Linked DNA regions of Mus musculus: region 1 is linked to region 2. Evidence: chromatin contacts called from public HiChIP or PLAC-seq data. All regions are on one chromosome and are shown on one strand. Each heading gives the region's core, a stretch centred on a gene start, on an enhancer-like site or on the middle of the called end of the contact. The rest is flanking DNA. Distances are from core to core; before and after follow the strand shown. Region 1 overlaps Dock9 (dedicator of cytokinesis 9). Region 2 holds the start of Slc15a1 (solute carrier family 15 (oligopeptide transporter), member 1).

Region 1 (6,484 bases), core at 840-3,339, 42 kb after region 2:
TATACGTAACAACTAACAACGAATAAGGAACCACAAGGTTGAGAACGTGTGTGTGTGTTTGTGTGTGTGTGTGTGTGTGTGTGTGTGTGTGTGTGTGTGAGAGAGAGAGAGAGAGAGAGAGAGAGAGAAAGAAAGAGAGAAAGAAAGAGAGAGAGAGAGAGGTGGGGAGGAGCATCAAGGAGGTAGGTATAACTGTAGTATCCATATATGAAATTCTCCCCAAAATAAGGAAGAAATTTCCATTTATCATCTGATAAGGCAGGCTGACAAAAAGTCCCAGCCTCCATTCTGCAAGACCAGAGACAATACTCTGGGCGACAGACAGGGTGCGAGATCCAGGAGCTAATGTGACATACAGTGACTGGGCTTGCTCTGCATGTTCCTTGCCATGGATCTCTGCTTGACACCCTGGCTGGGAATGTCCTCTGATGCCTGCTGGGACCACATGGGGGATTCACAGAGGAAGGACAGAAAGCACAAGAGATTGGGGAAGGAAGCCCTTGAAGAGAGAATCAAGGAGTAAGGAGCCCTGTGTGTTCTGGGGTGACAACTGTTCACCTGGAACAATCCTACGGTTTTTGTTTTTTGTTTTTAAATGACAAAAGACGCCTACTCCAACAGATAAACCAGGCAGTCAGCCCTGTTCTATCAAAGGAAGCTGTAAGCACAGCATGGATGTGGTTTCTCTGCCTTGCTGGGGTAGGCAAAGGCAAAGCTTAAGAAACACAGAGAAAGACGAGACACTACGCTACTCCCCTCCCCAACACACACACACACACACACACACACACACACACACACTGCTTAACGTGACCTAGGAACACGTGCTGCTTGCTTCTCTGAGTTATGGTACGTTACACTTTCTCTCAGAGATGATAATTCTGGACTACTGGAAGACTTAGCTTACTATCAGGAGTATTTCAGACCCCAACACTTCCCACACGCTGCCCAGGCCAGTGTGGTGCTTACCTGCTCACGCATGATGTCGGAGAGCTCCTTGGCCATCTCCCTGTAGTTGGCCTTCATCTCTTCCTGGTACTCCAGTTGGTCTTCTTTAATGAGACGCTCGTTCACTGCCAAGGCTTGACCACAAGCTTCCACAAATTGCCTGAGTGAGGTAAGAGAGGAGAAAGGAAGTAGGAGGGGACGTTGGCCCAGCTGGAAGCATCTGTCTCTTGAACCAGAACAGTGCTATGGTTTCGCTGTGTAACACCCCCAGTCATCCTTTGTTAAGTGTGGTCCCCAGTGTGGTGCTATTGGTAGGGCTTTTGGAGGTGGGACCCAGTGGGAAGTCTGAAGGATGCTGGTGGCATGTCAATGGAGGGGGCTGCAGAACTCAAGACCCCTCCTTAGTCTCCATGCTTCCTGGCTGGTACACAGGAGACCTGGCTATACACTCCTCACCACAGGCCCCAGACAATCTCAAACACTGTGTGTGAGCTCGTCAACCTTTCCTCTTTATAAGCAAACTGCCTCTGCTGTTTGCTATAGTAACAGAGAGCCGACAACCGCAGAGAAACAGATGACTTTCTTAAAGAGAAACTTTCGGTGGGCTTTACCTGAAAACTTCCTTCAGCAGTTTCACCTTATTGTCAGGGTATCTTTTTGTGTTGGTGTCATCGAGGAAGGCTCGGGCATATGCTAGCGGACCAGCATTGACCTGGTGAAGAGCAACGGTTTGATAGTGTGTTAGAAGAAAAATGGCTGGTATTGTTTATTTGTGTCAGTCAGTTGCCATGGAGTCCAAAGGCTGTTTAAGCAAGTCAGTCAGGATCACTGATTTTCATGTACATGAAGGCCAAGAAAAACAAACCATAAACTCAGTTACATCATTATACCTGGCTTGATTCCATCACCTAAGCCATCCTCCGGGTCTTGTGAGGGAATCAGCGTAGGGGACATATGGACTTATTTAGGTCTGAGCAACCAGAGTGCAACACCAGAGCCCAGGTCTCCAAACCCAGGAGGAAAGTTCCTTCAAACAGGGTTTTAGACACTGGAGTTGGTGCTACATTGTACTGAGCTAACAGGTCAACCTGGTGAACCTAGTGAGAGATAAAACACAGGGCAGTGTTTGACTGAGCCATATTCCCGGCTCCTACAAGCCAGGAAACAAAACCAAAGCATTGTTCATTTCACGGGACGGTACAGGCAGCCACAGGCCGGCCGTCTTGCTGACTTCAGCTGAATTGCACTGGAGATCAAATATTATCAACATTCAGCAACATGGCAGGATGCTGCCAATTCCCAACCAGTCAATTAGAGTTCTCTGGAGGTGGTATTCCACACAAGACAGGAAGGCTAGATCAGGAGCCTCAGAGAGCTCGGGGAAGGACTGCCCAATCTCTTCTGGAAGATCCGGTGGGCTTAGAAGGCAAGGGAGGGAATGCTGATGCGTCATGTGTAGGACTGTGTAGCACTCTCAGAATCGGGCTAGGTGACTTTACCGCAGCTATGGGGACACAGGGAGGCAGAAGCTGGTGTCGGATGCAAGGCCTCAGCAATGGAGTACTAACTTCCTGTAGTGACTGAATGTGGCAGCCTCTGCATCAGGTTGTGTGGAAATCTAGCTAATGGGAAGCCAACCCAAAGACTATGTGATGTGTGAAAAGTCAGCCCAGTTTTAAGCAGACACAGACACAGAGCTGCTGAGTCTATGCAAAACATAATGCAGTAAGATGGTGGAGAGCCAAGCTAAAGAGGCAGTGAGAGCAATGGCCCTGGGAGCCTCTGGGAGCCAGAGTTACTGAAATGCTGAGAGGAAAGAAAGCTAACTTTCTTTGGCCTCCGCTCCATTATCCAGGTGGGCACCGTGTGAACTTCAAGTCTTCATTTCAGTATGGGCTTCATTGTTCTTTAAGGTGACTGACTGGGTGTTTTAATAAAACCTCAAAGGCCATCGTTCAATGGCTCTGCATGCTTTACATTCCAGAGAGTTCAAGCTCTCTGGCTCCGCCCCTTCACTGGCTGGTGGATTAAGGCTCCATGTTCCCGGGTCAAGTCATCGAGTGACGTTTTTTTTAGCTACAGAAAATGTGGCCTCTGGCCCTGTTGTACAATCATGTTGTTGCTAGAATGTTGATATTCCCTTTGGCATTTAAGCTTGTAGGACATGAGGGAATGACTAAAAATATCTATAGATACTTTTGTGGTCAATGACATTTGGTAAAATACTAGCTTAAAGCTCATGGTTCCTTACATGTGCATCTGAAGAAACAGAGAAAAACTGATTTCAGAAACTGAGTCCTGGGTGCTGAACTTACAAAGTGAACACCTGTGTAGCCTTCACAGACTACACTTGGAGGAGACAACTATGAACTCTAGGGATACACGGAGGAACACACAGGTGCTCGAACTCCTTATGTAAGTATGAAGTTGGTCACTGCAGGGAGCTGACTTAAAATTTACCTGATACCTAGTTAACTCTCTGTCCTGGCTGGTTTTGTGTGTCAGCTTGACACAGACTGGAGTTATCTCAGAGAAAGGAGCTTAAGTTGGGGAAATGCCTCCATGAGATCCAGCTGTAAGGCATTTTCTCAATTAGTGATCAAGGGGGAAGGGCCCATTGTGGGTTGGTGCCATCCCTGGGCTGGTAGTCCTGGGTTCTATAAGAGAGCAAGCTGAGCAAGCCAGGGAAGCAAACCAGTAAGGAACATCCCTCCATGGCCTCTGCATCAGCTCCTGCTTCCTGACCTGCTTGAGTTCCAGTCCTGACTTCCTTTGATGATGAACAGCAATGTGGAAGTATAAGCTGAATAAACCCTTTCCTCCCCAACTTGCTTCTTGGTCATGATGTTTTGTGCAGGAATAGAAACCCTGACTGAGACACTGTCTGAAATAACTTTTAAAAGAAGAACATGTAAGTCTATAGCTTGGTACATTTTCACAAACAACATATGCATCATTACAGGCGCCACCACACGTGCTATGCATTTCTCTAAAAGGACAATCAATCAATCAATCAATCAATCATACCGATAAAGCTACCAGTAGTACCCCTGTTAAAAATCCCAACAGTGCGATTCTCTAAAATCAGACTTGAGAAACGACACACCAACAGACAAGCCGACACAATTGGGGACTCTCATGACACCCAACCCTAGATCCCACCCTAGATGAAGAGCTATAGGCACTGAGAAAAGAAGACTCCTCCTTCTCAGGGGACAAGCCCCTGACAGGCTATCCAGTCCCAACAGGTCTGCCTGAAACACCCACACACCCACGAACCCCCCCCCCACACACACACGAGAGAGAGAGAGAGAGAGAGAGAGAGAGAGAGAGAGCGAGAGAGAGAGAGAGAGAGAGTATATAACACTGAATGGCTTCAGCAGGCTCTGTATGTGTGATAGTTTAAAAATTCCGAGAAGGAACGAAGGTTATGGGAGGAGCTGGGAAGGATGATATAAATACATTTTCATATATGAAATTCTCAAGAGGAAATGAATTCAAAAAATGTTACCAGCACACTTAACTTGATTGGGTGAAATCAAAATGAAGACCTTCTGATAACCAAAAATAAGACAAAACAAAACCAAACAAAACCCACAGTGAGGGTGAAAGTCAAGGTGTTTTTTTTCAGATGCAATTTTCATGGAAACTAAAAACCAATGGTTTATGGGAAAGCCTACTGCTATCCATATCTCTTAGGCTTTCAGAGTATCTTGGCAACCATGAATCAACATTCTCCAAGTCACTGAAAAGTCAGGGTTCCAAGAGGAGTGTACTGTCTTTAGCAAAGAGCTCAGTAAGGCCACCAGGTTGTAGGCAGGACTGGGGGTAGGTAAGCCTACTGCTCCCTCTAATAATTGAAGCTATGGTACCAGGGAAACTGGGAAGTACCTGGTGTAGGACAGATCTTTCTGGTGTGAAGGGACTGGAGCCTATGAGCTGAAGGGAAATCCCTCTACTGTAGGTGCTCTTGAGCTCACCTGGACGCTCACACTGCCCTGCAGGGCTCTTCAGCTCACCTGCATGCTCATTGAATGCTCACACTGCCCTGCCGGGCTCTTCAGCTCACTGGACTCTCACACTGCCCTGCCCGGGCTCTTCAGCTCACCTGGACTCTCACACTGCCCTGCAGGGCTCTTCAGCTCACCTGCATGCTCACTGGACGCTCACACTGCCTTGTAGGGGCTCTTCAGCTCACCTGCATGCTCACTGGACGCTCACACTGCCCTGTAGGGGCTCTTGAGCTCACCTGGACGCTCACACTGCCCTGCAGTTTGAGCTGCAGTTTGATCATATCCACTTCAGCCGACGAGCAGAGCTGGCGGAGCTCGGCCACCTTCTTGCTCATTTCATCGATGGCCACCTCAATGGGGTTCAGGTCAGTGTGGTGCTGGTACATGACAGGGATCCGCTTCTTCACGTAGGGGAAGCAGTGTATTGCTGCAGAGGAATGGGGGTCCAAGAGTCTAATTAAATGTCTTTCCTGCTGCAGAGGGAAAATGATTATCAGGCCCATTTTACAGCTAAGAGCTCAGAACTTGCCAGTGTCATATGCTAATACTCGTTGGAGCTAGGACTGTATGCTTAAGGTTTTATTTACTTCTATCTTTTTATGTATGAATGGTTTGCTTCCATGTATGTCTGAGCACTGTATGTGCATGTTGCCCACAGAGGCCAGAAGAAGGCACCAGACCCTCTGAACTGGAGTCACAGGCGTTGTGAGCTATCCTGTGGGTCCTGGGAAACAAACCCAGATCTTCTGCAAGAGCAGCTGGTGCTCTTAGCCACTAAGCCAGCTCTCTGGTCCTTTAATGTGTTTAATGATTGGTCATATCGTAAGATAAATAGAACTGGTTACTTGCTATCTCTTGAAGCGTGTCTTTGAAAAAAAAATCTCTTTCATTATTCCTTGTTTACTTTCTTATCTATAAGTGCCCTAACCCTCCTTGGAAGCTGAGATTCATACGAACAGGATCAGATGGCTTCTACAACACTAACCAGTTTTGAGAGGATCAAGTAAAGAAAAAAAAATGTTATAAAATATCTTTGAGAAAATTCACTTTCCTCTGAAGAACACTGAATCATATGACAAATTTTTCTAAACTAAGATACCAATGAAAAACAAAAACACGAGAGTACATTTCTAAGCAAAGCATTTCAGGAACTGGCAAGTCACAAATGATGAGAACCACTATTCCAGTGGAAAGGTGCTTTAAAACTTCCACTGATAAGAAATAGGAAAATATTTACTGTTTTTCACTCACACTTTTCCATTAAAAGATAATACTGTTCTTATTTTTAACAAGCTATCTGACCATATCAACATCAATCAGTTTAACAATGAATACTACTACTACTACTACTACTACTACTACTACTAACTAAAACAGTGGGAGGCCAGAGAGATGGCTCAGCGAGTAAGAGGACCTCCATGGCAGTTCACATACATCCTTAATAAATAAACAAATGAATTAATAAATAAATGGTGTGAATGTTAGGCTCTAATTCACATTTCGCATTTCTATCTTCTTGCAGG
Region 2 (7,114 bases), core at 3,007-5,506:
GGAGCTCTGGGCCCAGAGTGAGAACACAGGGGGGTTGAGCAGTCCCAGCTTCTACTAACAGATGGTACCCGGCCATTCCATCCAGAGTGGTTCTCCTTAGAGGAAAGAATGGGAGCCTGCCCTTCTGCAGGGGAACTCTCCTGGAAGCTAGACAAGCCAAATGCATAGGTGCTTGATCTATTTGTTCTCTGCACTTTGTGGGATGCTTCAGTGATTTCAAGAGCCGTAGGGAAGTTAAAAATCAGAAAATCCAAGAAATTGAGAAAAGATTCTCTTCCACCTAGAGATGCTGTGGAAGTGTGAACAGCAGCACCACAGCTTAGGGGAATGACTCCATATTTATGGCTGCTTTGTGTGGTCTCGTTTACCTCAACAACAACCAAGAGGAAGTGTTTCTACGAGTTTTGGATTCTGCCCTGAGGATGTAGGATTATTCTATGGCCTTCCATAGGGAGTGAACATCTGGATAAACAGGGACTTTAGGTCCACTCTGCCAGCCCCAGAGGGTCAGAACTTCACTTTGATTCTCCCTGTCTCTACCGCCATTTTTCAAACAGCCACAAATCTACCCATCACAACAGACACATACCCGTATGTACCCAGGGGCAGGCTGGACTAATTATTACCGATTACCACAGTCTAATTTCTAGACCAAGATAGCAACGTTTTGACATGGGTAAGGGAACAAGGAGGAGAAAGTGTTGTCAGTTATGATCACTCAGAGTCACTGTAAGCTGTTATTCTCAGAGTATGGTGCTAGGGCCAGCAGCCAGGACACTATGAACATGACAATCCTTGGCTCCCACACCCCACTCCCACAGAGCCAGGACCCTAGGGGTAGTATTCATCTAGGAGATGGGGTGTGTGCTCAAGACAGAAGCCAGTCTAGGGATGGAGCACAATTGGCATTATGCTTGCTTAGCATGGGCAAAGTCTTGGATTTGATTGTGCACACCACACAAAATGGGTGGTGCACATCTATAATCCCAACAGTTGGGAAGCAGAAGCAAGAAGATCAGAAGTTTAAGATCATTTTTCAGCTATGAAGCATTAGAATCATGATTCTGTCATCTCAAAATAAACAAACAAGAAGATAAAAGTGAACTTAGAGATTGTCAGCAAGAGCCAGGCCTCAGCTCCCATTTCCAAGTCTCCAAGGGATACTGGCAGCCCATGGCTCACTCCCAGGTTGGAGCAGGACACCAGTTTCCTGGGCACTTTGGCCCTGCACTTTGATTGAGAATAGGGAAGGACTTTTAAATGGCCGGGAGGGAGGCACCTGCAAGGCTGGCTCATCTTTTCACACCCAAGCAAGAGGATGACTTGGAGACACTCCCAAGGCACATAAACAAGGCTGAGATCAGAGGAAGGCATGCAGCAGAGCATGATTTGCTAAGGAAGCCGACTTCTCAGCCCTGGGAGCTGGAAGGGAGTTTCCTTCAAGGAACTTGACTCTTGTACCCAGTCCTCAGAGTCAAGTACTTGAGGGAACAGCAGCCATAGTTTTCGAGGCTAGAGTGTGAAATGTGTATTTTAGCCCCATCAAACCCAGCACAGCCTTTTGCTAAGTTTTAAATAAGAGGAATTTAATAACAGGAAAGAGATTATGTCTTAGAAAGCTTTAATGAAAGTCTCCTCAGCCTCCCAAAGGTGCTGTGGCTGCTCTCTCCTCCTTGAGGCCTCTCCCAGCCTGGGAGAGTTTTTGTTATTCAGAGACTTCTTTCCAGCAGACAGCCCAAGAGATCAGTGAGCCAACAGCCTCTCTTTCATCACCCATATCTTCAGGCAAAGTTCAGAGGCTCGGGGCTGCCTCCAGCTCAGGAGCCAAGAGTGATATATATTGTTTTTAAATAATTGAAAAGATTGAAGGCTGTTTTGTGAGCACATAGAGAAATATATAAATGCCAGGTGTGTTGGCTCACACTTGTAATCTCAACACTTGGAAGGTTGAAGCAGGAGGATTGCTATGAGTTTGAGGCTAGTCTGGGCTGCATAGTTCAGGTCTCAACCAGCCTGAGCTACAGAATAAGACTTTGTCTCAAAAACAAAGATGGCTCTGGTATGTGCACACACACATACACAATCAGTAAATAAAATTCAATAAAAATTTAAAAGGAATATTTTTTAAAAAAGACAATTAAAGGTGAAAAGGAACCATACACAAGTTGACATCAACACCTGTAACTGGTTTTATTGGGACAGCTCCACCTACATGTTTACTGAGTGTCTGAGGTTGCTTCTACACCAAGGACAGAGCCCAGGAGAGTGCTGGTCTCTACTTAAAAACAAGTCAAATGGGCTGGCGAGATGGCTCAGCGGGTAAGAGCACTGACTGCTCTTCCGAAGGACGAGAGTTCAAATCCCAGCAACCACATGGTGACTCACAACCATCCGTAAAGGTATCTGACGTCCTCTTCTGGTGCATCTGAAGTCAGCTACAGTGTACTTATGTATAATATCCTGAGCAAGCAGGGACTGAGCACGTGGGGTTAACCGGAGCCAGCAGAGGTCCAAAAAAATTCAATTCCCAACAACCACATGAAGGCTTACAACCATCTGTACAGCTACAGTGTACTCACATACATAAAATAAATAAATAAATCTTAAAAAAAAAAAGTCAAAATTTAAGATTTCAACCATGGGTGTTTAGGTTCAGTCATGGGTGCCCACATCCCATTTACTGCATAGTCTGTGGGTGCCATGTCTGTCTCTCTCCTTCCTAGTCATTCATTACTTCGTCCCCTGGATTCCCAGGGGGAGTGAGGTCCCTGGCATGAACCACACAGGAGGAAGTCAGTGGCTCAGGGCACCCATTTCTCTAAGAACTGCTTCCTGCTCCTTCCATTCCACAAGTATTCCTAGGGTTACAGTCTATCACATGGCACCTGAAACAATTCTGACGAGCTCTAACTGCCAACCATTGTTTTCACCAGGGGGAGTCACTATAACTTTTAATTATCTTTTCCATTTCCTTGCTCTTGATATTGAAAAGCTGAGACATCCACAAATCAAAGCCTGATTTGATTACAAGTCACTGGTCCCTATTCCCATGCCAAGCAAAACTCCAGCAGAGGACCAGTTAGTTCAATAAGGAAACACCCATTGCTTTGGAACACTATGCGTCCAACAGTTCTGTATTCTTTTCTTCCCACCAGAGCTATCTGTTAGAAGGGCAAAATGCATCTCACACAAAGCAGATCCTGTGGTAACTTGGGGACCTGGCATCAGAGTCCAATACAAGCATCTTAAGGCGGCTCTCTGCAAGGTACAAGCGGCAGCCGGGAGGGGGATCCGGAGCCCCTCTTAGAAGCTGGGTGCAGTATGTAGTCTGATGCTGTTCATCTCAAATGACATGAGAAATCTGTTCCGAACAGCAATTTGCTACAGCCAAAGTTCAAGGTGTGACTCACTCCCTTGCTGCTACTTCTCAAACTCCTGCTGTGACCCAGGGGGTCACCAGGCCCCCATGGGCGCTCTGTACTGAGGCAGGAACAAAAGGCTAGCAAGGGGCAACATGAACACGATGCAGGGAGACCAAGCTGGAGCTCTGCTGCCAGTGTCCATGAAGCCCGAGAAGCAGGGGTTGGCCATCAAAGCGGAATTTTGGGGGAGTCAGCTTGTTACCCCAGCTTTAGGGGGACCGGTGGCCTCAAGGTCTGTGGTTCTAAGTTACTCCCAGAGGCAGCTTACTTTGAAGCAGGGCAGGCACCGAGCTGCCTCTTAGTTCATAGGCTGATACTCCTACTCTCGTCTCGTGTGCCTTTTCTGAGGACAGCAGTAGAACCAGGAACGGTACAGAGAGGCGCCAGGGATTCCCATGAGAATTCCAGGGTCACCCTCTTTGCTAGAGGCAAGCACAGAACCAAAGTTCCATGTTGCGCCCTGAGGCCCCCAGTACGCCCTTCCTGCCATCACCGGCAGAAAGCACTCAACTCCAAGGCCACAGACACTTGGCACCGAGAGAATGAAAACCCGAGAGTCTAAGAGGTAGGAGGGCGGAGAGTAGTGCGTTTATTCCCCCAACCTTGGCGTCTGACCACCTCGGAGGAAACGTCAAGAGTGGCTACCTCCTGCCCAGGTTTCCAGCCTCCAACCAGTCGGTTCCCTGCGGCCAGTGAGGAGTCGTTCCCTATCCCCCGGTGGCACCTGCTCCGCAATCTCCCTGCGACAGAAGTGTCCCTGATCCCGACGACCCCGCCCCAGCTGCCCGTGCTCACGTACCCATTGTGGTGGCTCCAAGGCTCCGGACGGGCGACTGGCAAGCAGGAGTTCAGCCTCCCTTACTTTGTTTCCAGGCCCTGCCCAGCTGGCTACCTGTGTGACTGTAGGAGTGCAAGGCGGGGCCGGCTGGGCTCCACCCTTGAAGGAACCGAGGCTAACATCGCTTAACCCTGCTGCAGGATACCTGTCCCTAGGACGCTGGTCCCAGACCCTCTGGAGCAGGACAGATGAAGCTGTCCCAAGTAACGGGGTGGGCGTAGGGGGAGGTGGTGGCAGGGATCTGGGGCCACGGACTCCCTTTGTGAGTGGTCACTAGGAGGCTTGATTGATCCGGTTGATCTGTGGTTGATAAGCGGGTCGCCAGGCACCATGCTAGGACTTACTGAGTCAAGAAAGCAGGACTTGCATGTTTGGCAGTCTAAAGGGCTTGGGCCGCCGCTGGGATCCCACTTAACAAACAACAGCTCAGAGAACCGCTCTACCTTGTTTGGGGAAGCATAAAGGGACTATAGCAGTTTGTGTCTGTGTCCTTGAACTTGCTGTGCAGCCAGAGACCTAGCGTCCTGACCCTCCTGCATCTCTCCTCCCCAGCTCTGCGATTACAAGATTGTAATACTTGGCCTGGCCATTTTTCTGCTTTCTGGTCAGCCTTGAAGAAGTTAAGGCTCTGGATGTTTACAGGGGAGCATTAAAGATGGGACATGAAAATGGGTTTCAATCATTTGTTTATTTATTCATTTATTTATTGAGAAAGAGACTGCCTCCCCAGCCTCAGCTCATCTACCATCTCAATTTCTCTGTTTCTTCCTCCCCAGTGCTCAGTTATCCCTCTCACACCCCACAGTTGTCTTTGTCCGTGTGATGTATACAGTATTCAGTGACCATCCTGAGCATTAAGTACATTCACCAACATCGTCCCGGCTACAGAACTTCATCTTCCAAGCTGAAGCTCCGTGGCCTTTAAACAACAGCTCTGCCGTGGCTTCCCCAGTCTCTGGTTGTCAATACTTTACTTCTTGAGTCAGACACCCCCACCCCGACCACCAGGTGTCTTGTGTGGGCAGACTGTGCAGATCCTCTGTTCTGTGGCTTCTTCCAGTTAGCAAAGTGTTCTCCAGGCTCAGCCATATTCTTGCATGGGTCAGAACACCCTTTAAGGGTTGATGAGTCTTCCACATTCGCTTTGTTTATTCAATCACCTGCCCTTAGGAACTCCCAGCCACCCTGCTGGGAGGTGGGGGTGGGGGTGGAGCACAGGAAGCCCTTTCTCAAAGGCAGCGGCCCTGCCTTCCCTGACTTTTGGGAGGAAGACGCTCCTTTTACCCTTGAACTGTTGCTACTCCCAGGGTAACAGCTGAGTTCGCTGAAAGATTAGTGACTGCATAAGGTGGGAGGTGTTGCCTTGGCCAATGGGAAGGGAGAGCAGACACCGGGTGCTGGCCAGTGGTGGCGACAGAGAGGTGAGGTTTCCTTTGGTTGTTTCCTCTGCAGGGTGAACTTTGTGTTGTTGAGGTCATAAGCTTCGCACATCTTAGGATGTCCGTGGAAGCACTCCGGCTTGCAATCAGGTTTCCAGTGTGGTCCTGATTCATTATCAACATCTACCCCATTCATGCACGGAATCAGAAACTCTGGGGCCCCGGACAGCAGCTGGTGACTTGGTGCTCAGGAGGCCTGTGCTGTGTCTCTTCTGCTTACCCTCACTGGAGCAGGGCTCATTTATCACCTCCACGGTCAAGTGCTAGGGCCTGTGCACCGGACAAACGGAAACAGCATGGTCCTATGTCCACCGAGCATGTGTTCTGTGTCCTGCAGGCTGGGTTGCTCCTTGGTGCTGGGTGAGGACAGCAGATCTGGGAGTCTATGTCCTCTACACTGAGAGTCACACTGTGTGGGCCTCTTCTTTGACCTCACTCTTCCAGGTCTTAGCTTCTCTAACAGATCAAAAGGTTCAGCAGCTTAAAAATACCAGAATGGTACCATCTCCTGGTTCTGGAGGCAGAAGTATTAACCAGGCAGGGCCCTGTGCTCCCTCTGAGAGCTCCAGGGAGGATCCTTTCTGGCATCTGCCAGCTCCTGATGATACCTGTGGTCCCTGCTGCGGCCACTACTTCATCTTCACACAGCCTCTGCCTCTCTCTCCTCTAAGGACATCAGCTCTGGGGAGGTTGAGGAGGGGAATTTGAAGCATTAGGAAAGCAAAGTCATTTGGTCTGAGGAAAACGCATCTGGGGAGATGTTGCTGAGAAACAGGCCCAAGCTGTCTGTCACACGCGATAGCTCACCACTAACAATTCTTTACCTTAGCTTCACCTCCCTAAGATGTTGACTTTAAAGAGAAAAGTCATAACTTGATACCATCTTGACCAAGTGGCCCAGGTCAACCTCACCAAGAATAAGACGTGACATCATGCCCTAGACAGAAGAGGCCAAGACAGTCATAATACTGATTCTGGAAAATTCCTGTCCCTAACAAATTAAGGGGAAAGACAATGAATGTCACAAGAACGTACTAGTCCACTTCCAAAATATGAAGTTTCCAAAACCAATAAGAGACCAGACTCAGTAGGCTGAATCTCTTTGTATGTTACACAAACATGCACATACGAATACACACATGCACACACATGCATGTACTCATGTGCACACATGTAATGATAGTTATAGAAGAGAGGTCATGAATGGGGGGATAAGAGAGAGAGGGATGATATAAATAAATACACTATTCTTGTTTGAAATTCTTAAAGAAGTAAATTAAAATATTTCATTTATGTACCAGACAGTGTTTTAGGTATATTTATAGAGCTGTACAACTGTCACCTCAGTTGACTTTAGAACATTTTCATTACCCCAGAAGAAGCCCTATATATGGTGCCACCACTGCCAATAATCC

Evidence for each region. HiChIP or PLAC-seq counts read pairs in DNA pulled down with a chosen protein or histone mark.
Region 1: an H3K4me3 HiChIP or PLAC-seq map of intestinal villus epithelium shows a contact between it and region 2, with 10 read pairs. The contact joins the enhancer-like site here to the promoter of Slc15a1 in region 2. A contact is called at or near these places in 1 of 39 promoter capture datasets (trophoblast stem cells), 3 of 484 Hi-C or Micro-C datasets (embryonic stem cells and nephron progenitors), 9 of 115 datasets of contacts at active chromatin or transcription factors (T-cell acute lymphoblastic leukemia, embryonic hindbrain, embryonic stem cells and 2 more) and 4 of 9 other capture datasets (adipose tissue, embryonic stem cells, liver and 1 more).

What each region holds. Positions count from the first base shown.
Region 1 is chr14:121,544,997-121,551,480 of GRCm38.p6, forward strand. It overlaps Dock9 (dedicator of cytokinesis 9), which reads right to left. Exons shown (of 54, transcript NM_001081039.1): 51 at 5,198-5,388; 52 at 1,560-1,660; 53 at 970-1,108. Among named protein-coding and RNA genes, the nearest start is that of Slc15a1, 43 kb to the left of the region's middle. Within about 2 kb of position 2,090, at least 41 of the 459 cell types and tissues checked have an H3K27ac peak or open chromatin away from gene starts, as enhancers often do. A contact at or near this core is called in adipose tissue, intestinal villus epithelium and trophoblast stem cells, where this site is marked.
Region 2 is chr14:121,500,998-121,508,111 of GRCm38.p6, forward strand. It overlaps Slc15a1 (solute carrier family 15 (oligopeptide transporter), member 1), which reads right to left and starts at 4,257. Exons shown (of 23, transcript NM_053079.2): 1 at 4,222-4,257. The coding sequence starts at 4,225.